Linked DNA regions of Mus musculus: region 2 is linked to region 1. Evidence: chromatin contacts called from public HiChIP or PLAC-seq data. All regions are on one chromosome and are shown on one strand. Each heading gives the region's core, a stretch centred on a gene start, on an enhancer-like site or on the middle of the called end of the contact. The rest is flanking DNA. Distances are from core to core; before and after follow the strand shown.

Region 1 (3,737 bases), core at 730-3,229:
CACCCCAGCACCTCATAAGTACGTGCAACTCATTTCAGCCTCACGCAGGTCCAAGTCACAGGCGTCACAGACGAGTCAAGTCAGAGAAGTGATGTGACTTGCCCAAGATCATTCGGCCAGTGACAGACAAGGCCCAGGGCCTCTTTAGACACCTTATGCAGAGCCCTAGGGTCCCAGCTCCCTATGCTCCCACTACCAGGAACCTCGGGCCACAGAGCTCCCCAGCTCTGCTCTTCCCCACTGTGTGACTTTCGTGGCCCTGCTGCCATCCTCCTTCATGAAAAGGAATAAAAACCCTTTGTTCCTGGTACCACACAGGCTCCATGTTCTGCAGTGGGGAGCAGGGAGGTGCCCCCCACACACAGCGACCCTAGCTGTCCCTTCTCATTCCACTTCCCTGAGACTTCACTGGAGGTTTTCTGACCGACAGGAGAGCCAGACCAGGCTTTGGGCCACACTGCTACTGTCCCCTGCCCACACTCACTGGCCAGCCACCCCCAACCTGGGTCATGGTCAGAGAAGTTTCCTGAGGGGGAGGGCTGGCACTGAGCCGGTTGGCCGGGAGACTGGGGGTAGAGGGAGCTGACGCTGCAATGCAGCCGCCTCTCCCGGCCTCCTCCCCACTGCAAAGCACAGTGGGCTGTCATTCAGCTGTCAGGTAACGCACAGAAAACAAGGCCAGCTCCTTGTCACTGCGTGGAGCACCCTCTGCACGTGTCCGGACACGGGAGCAGTGCAGGGGGGCGGGGGACAGGGGAAGCAGGAGATGGAGGGACAAAGCAGCTGTCAACCAGATCGGCAGGCCCACCTGTTCCAGGCTGGCCAGCCCTTCAGCCTGCTTCCCTCGGGATCCCCTAACCCTTCAGTAGCCACAGACAGGACCCTGGCATGGGGACCAAGGGGGCCCGTGGGAAGGTGGACACGGCAGGAACTTGGTAAGGGGGACTCTCCTGTCATTAAACCCAAAGACAGCGTGAAGAAAGATTCATAGAGAGGCTATGAAGGCCAGATGCCCCACATCAAGACAAAAATGAAGCCTAGTTATCCAGCTGCGAGGTAGGCCCTTTTGCCCAGACTCCTGGAGCATTGGAGACACGTATGCAAAACACAGTACAGTACCCGGATTAGGCCTAGTCCCCATTGTGCCCATAGCACGGAACAGAGTCAGGGCCCAGACAAACACAAAAACAAGGCAGCATCCCTGGTCCCAGCCTCCTCCAGTTTCCAGAAAGGCCACTGGAGGCAGAGATGGGGACAGGCCCCAGGGTCCCAGTGGCAAAGTGGTGGTGCAGTTGGGGCCCTTCAACCCTGAGGGAGGTTGTAAATCTGGCTTTCCTGGGGACCCAAGGTGTCCCAGGAACAAATCTGCTTTCACCTGACCCATTTGACAAGAGAGTACTGTCTTGGGCCTTGACCCTGCCAACCCAACTAGTGCAGCCAGAGTTGGCTGTGCCGGTTGGCCATGGGGAGGAGGCTCATCAATCTCTCTGCCTACATCTGAGGTCAGCTCTCCTCAACCCGGGCACTGACAGGCAGGCAGGTCCTGGTTTCTGAGCTAAGTTCCAGGCCCTGTTCTCCAGCATCGGCCTACGCTACCCCATCTCCTGGGTCTGCAGCATCCTAGGCCAAGACCCAAGTTCCCGGCTGCCCCTCCCCCTCCCAGTACCTGGGCCTCCCCCGGCTCCTCCGCGGTGTCAGAGCCCCCGTCCCCGCCCCCGGCGGACTCCCCGGAGGCGGCGGCCGAGCCCAGATCGCGCATGTCTTCCAGCGCGATGGTGAACTGGGCCAGGGTCTTCACCATCTGAAGCATGCGGCCGGGCTGCCGCCGGGGCGGGTACTGCGCAGAGTCGGAGGGCCCCCTCCCACCCGCGCTCCTCGGGGGCCTTAGCCCCGCCGCGGTGGTGGTGGCGGCTTGAGTAGCAGCGTCAGTGAGGGCGCAGCCCGCGGTGGCGCTGCGGCCTCCTCCGCGCAGGGAGTGCGCGCGGCGTCGCAGGGGGAGAGTCCCGCCCTCTGCGCGCCGCCCCTTCTCCCGCAACAGGCTCAGTGCCTCGGGACCTCGCACCCCCGCCTCAGGACACAAGTCACACACACTCGCGGATAAAGACGCGTCCACAGTGTATCTAGTGCGCACACACAGATCTACACCCAGGAGCCATGGATGAATAGAGCTGGCATAGAACAGGCCCGGGGGGGGGGGGGTAGGGTAGGGTCAAGTGCACTCTCACATACAGATCCCCAATTCCTGACACCCAGGAGCCTGACCCACCATCTTTCACAATAATGCGACTTTCTTGATCAACAACTGCAGTGTGGCAGACGCAGGCACCGTTCCATGTAGGTATCAAATACGGGATGGCTGAAAACCTCACTGGCCCCAGCCAGTGAGAGAGGGATTTGAGTGTGATAGAGAGAGGCTGTCACACAAATCACCCACATTAAGTCACCCCTATCCCTACCACCATCTCCCCCAGGTGTTCTCTACCTGGCTCCAGTCCTGTTCCCTTCCAGTGCCTCTCCCCAAGACCCTCACTGGGAAAGCCCCACCCCCACCCCCAAATCTGCCCTCCACCAACTTCCTGGCTTTTGTTTAAATGTGATCCTCCATCTTCTGGCTCCTTCCACAAATGCCAGGACGAGGCTAGAATCTACTCCAGGGTCCATTTAAGTAGGACTGGGGTGTGGTGAGAAACAACTTTGACACCAAATCCCACTGGGCACCAGGAAGGGGGTCCATACTGTGTCTTACTCCTCACTAGCTCCACCTCCTTCAACATTGTGGGTTCCCACACTCACCAAGCTTGCATCTGACTCCCTCTCTCCAACCCGTTCTCTCTGGATTTCCTGAGCAGTTAATGAACCTCGATCACACAAGCTAGGCTCACCCTTGTTCCCACTCCTACACACTTCTTTGTTTCACCCTAGCCAACTCTCTGTGTCTAGAAAAGTCACCTCTCCCTTGCCTGGGGGCCTTGACCTAAGCCCGTTCCCTCTCCTTAGCAACCAATGTCTTCACTCAACTGCTCTACACAATGTCACCTCTTCTAGGAAGCCCTCCGGTCTTCGAGGTAGGTGTTATGTGCCTGTTCTGTGTTCTCCAAGATCTTCAGTTTTCTTATCTTAACCACAGATAGTCTGTAATAATGGATTGATGCCCACCTTCACCCAGGAGACTGCTGGCTCCCTGAGGTAAGGGTTCTTGGTAAGCCAAGGCACTGAACACACGTAACAGACGGTTGGTCTCAATAGCTTTGCTTTTCCCCTTGGCCAGTCAGCATGGGTACATTTCTGAGCATCTTTTCAGTGTGGAGGTCCCTGCATCCCTCTATCCAGCCCTGCTTCATTAGCCCAGACTCCACACCCCATTCTAAGGAACTTAAAAAAAAATACTTGCATATTTTTAATCTACATGTATGAGTGTGTTGCCTGCATGTATACCTGCTTGGTGTCTATGGAGACCGGAAGAGGGTGTTGGACCCTGGCACCCATACCAGGGACCCCCCCCACCCAAGGTCTCATGTAGCCTAAGGGCCATGTAGTGGAGGAGGACCCTGAACTGACTCCTCTGTAAGCACCTTCCCAGTTCTGGGACTACAGGCATGCACTACCGTGCCTGGTTTGTAGCATGCCCCCGCTTGGATCCAGGGTCTTGTGTATGCCACACAGGTAATGCACCAACTTAGTTTGTCCCTAGCACCTTTAAGTTTTGCTACCGGTACTGAAGATTGAACTTGAGGCCG
Region 2 (3,737 bases), core at 596-3,095, 520 kb after region 1:
AGACAGCACAGTAGAGGTGCTTTGCTTTGATCTCCTGGGCTCTAGGACATGAGAGGAGCCCTTCGCCCAATGCCTACAGAATGCAAACCTAAGCCTGAGCCTCTGCTCTCAGCTTTCCCTGCCTGACATTAGAGTCTCCTCAGCTTTCCTCCTGCTCTTAGCCTGTTCTCCCCTTTTGTGAGCGCTCCCCGTAGCCAGCACTATGTGACACTGTAGAGTGCTTTCCCTTGGCGTGAGGTCACATCCCTGCAGGATTGAGACTCAACCTTCGTGAAAAATACCTGTGACTACAGTGTTGGGGGGGGGGGGCAGAGCAGAAGGTTCTGTTGTCTCAAGGATTCCTAATACTGGAGCCAGTGCCAGAAGGGAGGGATGCACTTGGTACTTTAGGTTGCTTGGGATGGGAGGAGCCCAGAGTTAGGGGTGGGAGCCTGAAGGAGGAAGGACTTCCTGGAGGAGTGTGGTTGGGGGTGGGATTGGATGTTGGGGAGGAGAATAGGGAGGGAACTCTGAGAGAAAAGGCTGTAGTAGGGCACAGCCTGGGCACCGAGCATTGCTGGTGGAGTGTTGGGGAAAAGTGGGCAGGGTAGGATATGGGGCAGAAGAGGGCTGGGGTATCTGCCTTTCTCTCTTCTGGCTCCTTCATTTCAACCCTCCCACTCTGCATGATATCCAGCAGTGAGGACCCAGGAACCCTTGGCTCCAGGGAGCTCTGGGTACACAGGCTGTAGTGAGACAGGTGGGGGTAAAGCTGGACCCTGCTACCTCCGTACTAACCCTGGGGCTGGAGGGGGCATGGAACCTCTTTCCTACCCCCTGGCTCTTATTGCTGCCTGCCCACAGTTCTGTTTTGGAAAGCATAGATGGGTAGGCAGATATCCTTTATAGTCCACGTGGCTTTGACAGTTACTTAGATCTCTGATCGTCTGTGTGCTCTCTGTCCTTTGGAGCTAAGCTGCATCCCGATAGCCTCCTGGGAACACTGAATGAGCAGGCGCAGGTAAGTGTGAAGTGCCAGCCGTGCCCCTTGCTAGTCTTCCTAGATATATCCGCAGTGACATCTTTGTGACATACAGGAGAAGAGCTTGAGAGGTTCAGCCAGCACTTAGTGACTACTTCCTGTGTTCAGCCCTCACTCACCAAGCACTTGTTGAATACCTGCTGTGTGCAGAGCTTTTGCCGCACACGTGGGGCAGATGAGTAAGTGGTGTGGGGGAGGAGGAAACCCTTGAGGAGAGAGGATGCTGCTCAGAGGGATTCATGAAGGGCTCATGTCCTGAAGCCTGGAGGGTAGGGGATGCTGAAGAGAGACAGACAAATGTAGATGGCCTGAAGTAAGGACCTGTTGTAGCTGGATCTTAACACCCATGCAACCCCAGGGCCTCACACCCTCAGCACCAGACACCCTAAGGCCTCCCCTCCACACCCTAGCTGTCAGGTCTTAGCTCTACTGGCTACCTAGGAGACACGACTACATCCCTGTCTAATGGGCCCTTTAGGATCTTGTCCCTACCAGAAAACAGCATCTTTTCTACTACTTAAGTACTTAGTGACCTGAATGACCCAGATCCTACTCTCAGACTGTGTGACTGTTTCTGTCTCACTGACACACATGCATGCACGTGCGCACCCACACCCACACAGAGCTGGTCAGAATCTCCCTGCCTCTCCTGTCAGGGAATGCCTTTGGATTCTTGTTCCCAGTGTCCATGTTCTATGAAAACATGGGGAGGATTTGTACCCAGCTAACCAACCAGGGGGATGGCTCCTTGAAGAGCTCACTGGCCCTGGCATGTGCCCTCCTCTATGCTACTTTCAGCCTGTGGAAATTTCCACACTTCCTCTGCCCTGGTTACAGCTCCTACTGCTGTATTTATCACCCTGGAGACACAGTGACACAGGCCACAGGCACACACTCATGCTCTGCACACACGTGCCTGCACACCTCAGCTTGCACTGCCATAACTCAAGTGCATCACACACACACACACACACACACACACACAGAGCACGTGGAGGAGGGACATCCACACACAAAGAGCTCTCTAGGAAAATTGTTCTCCCTCCTGCTGCTGCCCCTCCCCCACCTCCTCCTCCTCTGTTCTGTCCGCCCACCCCCACCCACAGACCAAAGAGCTGGGCCTGAGGACTGTACCTCCCACTCCTTATCAGCTGGGAGGCACTCTGCCTGGTGACTTGAGTGTGCCCTCCCTCTTGCCATTCCGCCCTCCCTCCCCCCTCTGCCACTCCCCTGCAATCTTGACTGTCTTCTATGCATAAGTCCCCTCTTTGTCACTCTTTTGACTCTGAAGTGGAAACTGTCATTCTTCTCTGCTTTGTCTCCCGGAGGTTCAAGTCGAGGAACCCCAAGGATCCAGGCAGAGAGATAGACTAGGAGGGGGTGCCAGGAACCCACATCTCCTCAGCTCCTGTCACCTTCAGCCCTCCTCTTGATGAGGGGAGGGCTGTGTGCCTGGAACCATGGAGACCAGTGAGCGTCATGGCAACACAGTCTGGGTGGGCACAGCCTTCCTCCTCCGGGGTTTGGGGGGGTGCGTAGGAGGAACCCCATGGGCCTGATGGCTGTGGGCCTTGTGCTGGTGCCCAGTGCTGGTCACCGCATCTGCCTGCAACCTGTTCTAGTCCTACCCCTCCTTGACTCACTGCACTGTGGGCTGCAGGACTCGAACGAAGGCTCTGATGCTCCCTGGACACTGCAGGAAAGATACTGCAAACACCAACAGAGCTCAGGGGCTTGCCTAGGGCCCCACAGACTTCATAGTTGGCCACCCATGTCAGTTTACTCAGGGCAGAGAAGTCAGCTCAATGTGAGTTTGGACTCCCTGTGAAACCCCCAACTAGCCCTTTGCCTTGCCAGTGAGGATATGGAATACCTGCTGTGCCAAGGCTTCGTGTGTTCTCTCACTTCACCCTTGGGAGACCCAGGGTGGCCAGAGAGTGGCCTACCAAGGACAGATAGGCTTGGGACAACCCGTCCTGGCAGGTACCCTTTTCTCATTTGTGTCTTCCTTGCTGAAGAGGAGTCCCTGGCAGGTTCTACAGCTTCATCAGAATCTGGCCTTAGGTTGTCTAGAAACCTGAGAGCTAGTTTTGGGGGGTGGGGTGGGGTGGGGTGGGGTAGACCCTTCCTTAAGTGCCTAGACATAGGGAGGACTTTGCAACCTGTGCACAATGGTTGCTTTCTGGTCCTGTAAAGACTTGTCTCTGCCCTAGATTAGAGTGTGCAGAGTCCAGGAGGAGACCCCCGCCTTGCAACCCAGACTTGACTTGTCTCCTGGCCTCTGTGCAGTCACGTTGCAGCTGCCTTCCTCCTGGCTTATGTAATCACTCAAATATAACAGCTGCCTTTATCCCACTGAGTCACGCCCCCTCCCTCCCTCCTCAGGTGTGGGGAGTTGCACAGAAGAGGTAAAGCAGGACTGAGTGGGAGGCTGGGGGACTCCGGGAAAGGGGGGTCCTGGTGTGCCAGGTTGGAGGGAGATGAGGACAGCAAAACCTTTCTTAGAAGAGGAACTCAGGGATCGCCTCTGCTCTGACCCACCCTAGTAAAATGCTGCATTCTTGTTGTGGGGAGGGGGTCCAAGTGCTAAAGCTCTATCCACAGCCTCCTTTGCTGAGCCTCCGTCCTTACCAGAGGAGAGGCAGAGAGTATGAAGAGGAGAAAATAACTTGGGACACAATGACCAGGAGTCTCTGATCTGTGGTCCAGCTCTATC

What was found. HiChIP or PLAC-seq counts read pairs in DNA pulled down with a chosen protein or histone mark.
Region 2: a contact with region 1 is called in an H3K4me3 HiChIP or PLAC-seq map of forebrain, with 4 times the contacts expected there. The contact joins two enhancer-like sites. A contact is called at or near these places in 3 of 39 promoter capture datasets (the C10 cell line, liver and second pharyngeal arch cranial neural crest), 2 of 15 datasets of contacts at CTCF or cohesin (large pre-B cells and pro-B cells), 10 of 484 Hi-C or Micro-C datasets (B cells, CD4 T cells, CD8 T cells and 3 more), 4 of 115 datasets of contacts at active chromatin or transcription factors (embryonic basal ganglia, forebrain, large pre-B cells and 1 more) and 1 of 9 other capture datasets (embryonic stem cells).

What each region holds. Positions count from the first base shown.
Region 1 is chr7:100,892,777-100,896,513 of GRCm38.p6, forward strand. All of the region lies in intron 1 of Arhgef17 (Rho guanine nucleotide exchange factor (GEF) 17), which reads right to left. Among named protein-coding and RNA genes, the nearest start is that of Mir3102, 12 kb to the left of the region's middle. Within about 2 kb of position 1,980, at least 124 of the 459 cell types and tissues checked have an H3K27ac peak or open chromatin away from gene starts, as enhancers often do. A contact at or near this core is called in the N1E-115 cell line, embryonic basal ganglia and forebrain, where this site is marked.
Region 2 is chr7:101,413,211-101,416,947 of GRCm38.p6, forward strand. No RefSeq gene overlaps it. Among named protein-coding and RNA genes, the nearest start is that of Pde2a, 36 kb to the right of the region's middle. Within about 2 kb of position 1,846, at least 52 of the 459 cell types and tissues checked have an H3K27ac peak or open chromatin away from gene starts, as enhancers often do. A contact at or near this core is called in the N1E-115 cell line, embryonic basal ganglia and forebrain, where this site is marked.